2 separate regions of the Zea mays genome follow, and region 2 is linked to region 1. The links are chromatin contacts, called in public Hi-C maps. All regions are on one chromosome and are shown on one strand. Each heading gives the region's core, a stretch centred on a gene start, on an enhancer-like site or on the middle of the called end of the contact. The rest is flanking DNA. Distances are from core to core; before and after follow the strand shown.

What was found. A called contact is a pair of places that touch in the nucleus more often than the background predicts.
Region 2: a contact with region 1 is called in a Hi-C map of leaf, with 3 times the contacts expected there. The contact joins the enhancer-like site here to the promoter of LOC100193423 in region 1. A contact is called at or near these places in 10 of 25 Hi-C or Micro-C datasets (ear, leaf, root tip and 2 more).

What each region holds. Positions count from the first base shown.
Region 1 is chr5:82,771,891-82,774,815 of Zm-B73-REFERENCE-NAM-5.0, forward strand. It overlaps LOC100193423 (VIN3-like protein 2), which reads right to left and starts at 1,548. Exons shown (of 4, transcript NM_001310443.1): 1 at 1,343-1,548. The coding sequence starts at 1,361.
Region 2 is chr5:82,820,897-82,824,125 of Zm-B73-REFERENCE-NAM-5.0, forward strand. No RefSeq gene overlaps it. Among protein-coding and RNA genes, the nearest start is that of LOC103626631, 49 kb to the right of the region's middle. Within about 2 kb of position 1,620, at least 17 of the 20 cell types and tissues checked have an H3K27ac peak or open chromatin away from gene starts, as enhancers often do. A contact at or near this core is called in ear, leaf, seedling and 1 more, where this site is marked.

The DNA.
Region 1 (2,925 bases), core at 298-2,797:
CAGCACGTGGCACGAGCACAGGCGTGGGGATCACACCGTATTCTCGCCTAGGCTGTCATCAGTTCCTGGGTCCGCCACTGACGCCAACATTCCCTTCCCCCAGTCCTTAACTTCTGCCAACACCGCCATCCATGGCGGCATTCGCAGGCTCGGCGCCGGCCTCGACGACCTCCTTCCCTCCTCATCCATCACCTCCGGTAACCTCAAAAGGATCCTCGCCGGCCTGCAGGCGCACGTCATCGAGGGGCCTCGCAGAGGCACGCTACAGTCACGGGGGATCGAATGAAGGTGGTGGTTGAACTGCAGGGAGTAGAGAGACAACGCCAACATACGGAGCGGATGAATCTGCTTGCATTTTCCATGCCTGGATACGATGTCTGTTGGACACATAAACAGTGCTATTGGACGCGGAAAAAAACGGATAGATAGCAATTAACGGAGCCCGGTGAAGTTGGTCTTAGGAGCCTCCTACTTGTAGCGTCTACCTATAGACAGCAACAATGGCGGCAACAATGCTAAGAATCGTAAACCCTCTGTAAATCTGTATAACAAACGAAATCAACACACAACACCCTCCACCAACCTAAAGCGGCCACACAACCAAGAACAAAGCGGTGCATCCGAATAAATATCCCACACGGCCCGGTCAACGCGATGGGAATCACACAATGGGCATCCAAGTCCACGAACCGCAGCAGCAGCAGCAGCCGCCGCCCCCAGCAGCTGAGGCTGACCCAGGCCTTTCTTCCGTCCCAAAAAGAGATACTTCGCTACCACCACCGGGTGCCACCAAACGGGGCGGCAGATGCGGACACGTACATCCCCGGACAGCGACGTAAAGGCGCCGAATCCCCCCGGCCGCAATGCGAGTACCGAGTAGCCACCGCCGCATGCACGCGAATCTAACGTTGCCGGCGGCGGCGGCATCCCCGCCCCCGCGCGCGCGCCGCGCCCGAGCCCGTCCTCTCCACGCGTCGGCGACCGGACTATCCCGACCAGCAATCCGAAGCGCGGGAACCGCCAGGCGCCGCGCATGCACGATAAATCTGGGATTCGGCGGCGGCCTCGTGCGCCGCGCGGGGCACGAAGGATGGCCCGCCGCCGCTGCGACCAGCGCGCGCGCGAGAGAGAGAGAGAGAGAGGAGAGAGACATGGAACCTCGACGGCGGGACTCGAACGGAGAATCCCGCTCCGCAGCGGCCAATCGGCCGTGGCCGCACGCGGAGACCCGTGGGGCGAACCACCGGTCGCGCGGATCGAGCCGCGCGCGCGGCGACCGCGGCGCGGAGAAGTACGGGGATAGGGAAACCGTGGAAGGAGGGAAGGGAGGAGGGGTGCTGACCTCCGCGTGGGGGATCCATGGCCGAATTGCCCGCCCGCCGGAGAGGCCGAGGGGAGGAGGAAGGGTCGGGGTGGGTGGGGGGAGATCTCTCTCCTCTCCCTCGTTCTTCTCCCTCTCCTCTCCTCTCCGCTCGCGTGGACTCCTCTCTCCTGTCCTCCCGCTGGGCAGAGCAGAGCAGGGGGCGCTGGCTGGCTGGCTGCTGCACGCGACCACGCGGGGTTAACGCCCGGCCTTGGGACTCGGCACGCGGATCGACGACGCGATGGTGCCGCTTTTGCGGTGGACACCCCCGAGTTCCCACGTATTCCTGAGCTGTCCCGCTACTCGTTCGTTGAACGGGCGGCGGCCGCCGGCCGGTGGGCCGCTAGTTTCGATGGGACGGTTATTAGCTAGGGTCAAATTAGTTTGGCAGGAGACCGCGGTTTTTTAGCCGATAATCTCATTAGCCTCGATGACTTTGAAACGAGAGGGGTTGTTGGGCAACTCTTCGAACCGGCGAGGCTAAAAGTAAAAGGTATGTATGAATTATGATGTCTCTATGCCGTATAGGTGATGTAACAACGACAACACGCAGCACATATTTGTGATAATGACGAGAATCAGTACGTACACATCCATGTGTGGCTGTGGCATGTGGGCATAGTGCATACCGTGCGGATGCAGTTAAGCTTAGGTCAAGTGATGTGAACCGTGCAGTTCTAAGTCTATCACTGACACTGACAGTAATAGCGGACCCAGAAATGATAAGCTGATTTTCTGGTGAACTATGGCAGGCAGCATAACTTGGTAGATGACTAAGATGAGGCTTATTTTTTTCCCCTCTCTTTTTCTTCTTTCTCTTCTCTTTTTATCTACTCTTCATCTCTTTCTCCAATAGAGTTTCATGGATGTGAGGGAGCTAGAGCCTAGGGATGGCATGGATATGATTTATCTGCACACCCGAGCATAAAAAAACTCATTCGGTATGGATTTGATACAAGTCTGTACCCACAAATACGAATACGAGTAGCACCTAATATCCACGCATATTTATAGAACGGATATAAAAATATTATACATACCCGAATATCCAATTACAGGTTAACTTGACATGTGGGTCGCTAGGGTTTCCACCCATCCCCATCCCCATCCGCACACTACATACCCAAGACCCAAGTCCCACCAACCCAACCCCATCACTCATCGATCCTTCCTAGTTCCCAATCGCCATAGTGCGAGCAGCCTTTGGCGGTGATAAATTCTATGTCGTTGTATGTCGGTGACAAATTCTATGCTTGTATCAGATTTGATTTGATGCACAAATTCTATGCCGCTTTACGTCTTTATCATATTTGAATTTGTTGGACAAATCAATTATCGTCATATTTGGATTTGCAGGATTTAAAACTGGTGTATGTGGCTAATGGGCAAACGTATATATCTTTGGATATCTGTTGTCCGCGGGTAGCGAATGTGGGTATGGTTTTTTATCTGTGGCGGATAACAGATACATATTCGGGTATCGAGTTAAGTCTCAGATATGGATGTCCAGAGTCATTATCTATGGATAGTTTATTTGTTGCCATCACTACTAGAGCCTCCAA
Region 2 (3,229 bases), core at 370-2,869, 49 kb after region 1:
GGGCGGGGTGGTGGCAAGGAGGGCCCGGATCTGGGCGACGAGTTCGGAGGTGAGCTCCTTCCCCCGCATTGCGAGATCTCGGTTCCATTCGCCCGTGGTCGCCGAGTGCAGGTTCTATGCTCGATCTGCGTTCCCTCCGCGCTCGCGGATGGGGCGGTTTGTGCGGGCGAGGGAACAGGGTGCGTGCGAGCGCGGAGGGGAGACGGGGGCATAGCCGTAGTCTACACTATCATCTTAATAGATAGTAGAGATTAGTATCCTTTTCTCTATTTTTTTATTTTAAGGATCCACTACCTCTCTTCTCGATGCTACTACTAGTAAGGGGTGTCTGTTTGAAAATATAATGTGTCCAAATTATATAATCCAATAAATATTAAACTTATAATCCAATAAATTTTAAATTAAATTTAAAATTTGTTGAAATATATAACCTAAGCGTATTATAATTTTAAACAAACACACCTCTAAACCTTAAGAGACGTGTGACGTAAAAGTTAAAATACTTTGAACGGTTGCACCTAAGACTAGCTCCAACAAGGAGCTCTAAAGGGTCCTGTACCCTAAATTTAGCGGACGAGGACATCCTCTACTCCCTCCAGCAACGTTCTCTAAACGGTCCTCTAAATTTAGAAAACGCTGCTAGATTCTCTATATGTAGAGTTTCTCTAAATGGTTCTCTATCTATTTGAATACTTTAAACAACCGGTTTAATAAAACTAAAATATGTACAATATATTTGAGAGTATGACAAATACGTATGTACAAAAATTAAAAAAAATTAAAAATGTCTTTAATATAGGTATTTACCTATAGAGGACGTGATTTAGTGGACGTTGTTGGAGAGAAAGTAGATATAGGGGATAAAATCTTTTAGAGAAGACTGTAAATGACGGATATAGATGATGTATATAGAGAACGTTGCTGAAGACAGTCTAACTCTCGTCGTGTCTAGGAGAGGGAAAAAAAACAAGAGATCAATCTAGTGGTAGCGGCATATGGGTACACGAAAGATGATGAAAGCTACTAGTTAGTAAAACAGCTTAGGGTAGAAAGAAAGAAAGAGAAAGAATTGAACCGAAGTTTGCCTTTACAGAAGTTGAACACAGCGCGCTGCATATAGTTGGTACTGGCAGTACGGCGACAAAACAATGTTTTTGGCCAGAAATTGAAGAGCCTTTGTAAGACAAGGGCGGCGTACGTACGTATGTGATGTACTGCACAGTTACACGCGCAATCGATCGATTTTTTGAGTGGACGGTGGCACATGAAATCTGGCGGACACCGTGCCTGCCAGGAACCCAGAGGAGCCTCAGCACCTCAGCGGGCAATGGACAGCAGCGGGACTGAGAAGCGAATAAGGCGGACCGGGAGGGGCCTCCCCGCAAATGTAATTGTCCAGCAAACAAATACTGTATGAAATCGGAGCGAGTATATATATAAAAATAATAATGGTGCAGTGCATATATTGTTTGTTTTAATTTAATTAAGTCGGAGCGAGACGTGACGTGAGCGCGGGCCGCGGACGTTGGGTTAATTAATTAATGGACTTGAAGATGCGCGCCAACGACTCCCCCCACCGCCTCGCGAGTGGCGTTGGCGTGGGTTGGTGCGTGCGAGTACCACCACGAGCAGCAGCCTCTCCTCTCGTCTTCCGAGCCAACCCCTCCCGCGCGACGTGTGGCTTCTTCTTCTTCCTTCACTCCCTCGCCTTTGAGAGGGCAGGACTCCTGCTACTCCTATTATGGATGGTACGTACACACTCCTGGCTGCTTCTTCTAATCTTCTTTATTCTAGGTATTTTTTTCTGTTTCCCCTGTACCGCAGCACCTGCTGACACATTCTAATCAAACCTGTGTATCAGGTGTACATCGCCATGTTATTTTGCTTTGCATGTTATTTTTTTTTAACTATTTCTAAACTTCATATATAACATCATTGCAGCTAGAAACCGTTGCTTATACGCATTAAAGGTCTAGTAGTAGTAGTAGATAGGGAAAAGGTGGTCATGTCACATTATTCTAGGACGGATGGAGTACAACAATCGGCAATGGCAATGACAGTGTCGTGTAGCCGCCCGCCCCACGTCCACCCACATACTCTTACCTATCTACTCCATTTGTCATACAATATAAGCCATTCTAAAATTTTTAATTTTTAGAGTGTTGACGATTTCTTTTTTTAAATTTGACCAAATTTACAATGAAGTAATAATATTTACGATACCTAATGTATATCATTAGATTATTCATTAAATATATTTTTATACTATATCGATTATATATCATAAATCTTTATGATTCTTGTTATACTTTTGGTTAAATTTAAAAAACTTTGGCTCTCCAAAAATATAGGAATGACTTGTATTTTGGAACGGAGGAGTATCTTTTTATCACCGCTTGCAGTGCACGTGGTGACGGAGGCATACGTCGCTCTCCGCCGGGATATTAAAATATGGATTCCCAAAACAAGAGGAGACGACAGCCAGGCCCGGCCCTGAGGGTAGGCAGTGTATGCCGTCGCTCAGGGCCCCCAAAGTTAGTAGGGCCCCCAATCCGACCTAAATAGATATATACTTTTATATATATAGCGTCAGCGGGCGGGCGAGTGGATGCAATGCAATTATGCAACGGAACGGAAAAGGGTCGATCCCCGCCCGCCTCAACGGACGACGGCTTTCCCTTCAATAAAGGCATGGCAGCAGCGGTTCGATTCGTTTCGGAGATGGAGACGCATGGCATCTCCGGCTCCGTCTCGACCTCGACCAGGAGTCCAGGAGCAAGTCGAGCAGAGGCATGCATGCATGCGTACGTGTCGCCGATAGCGGTGTCTGACACCATGCACGTACACGGATCCCTGTCAGCAGCAGACACACACACAGAGGGATCGCAGTTTTGGGAAGGGAACCATCGGAATGCAGATTTCAAACATAACAGCATTCATCATCGTCTCACGCCACTCTCCGGGCTACTGTTGGGCCTTCGCTATGGGCCAGCGGGCCGCACTTCACATGTTCATCAGGCGCAAACGCCCGCTAGCTTCTGGCCGGCAATCCTCTTTCTGACCTCTTCGGCCTGCCCTTCCCGCTGTAGCCACATATCACACGCTCCCGCCGCGCGTGCTAGCTTGCATTTTAACCGTTTGGATTAAAAACCAATAAAAATAGAAAAATAAACCCACTCTATAAATAGATAGATGGAGATGATTTAGTTCATTCGCAGTGGAGTCCCAA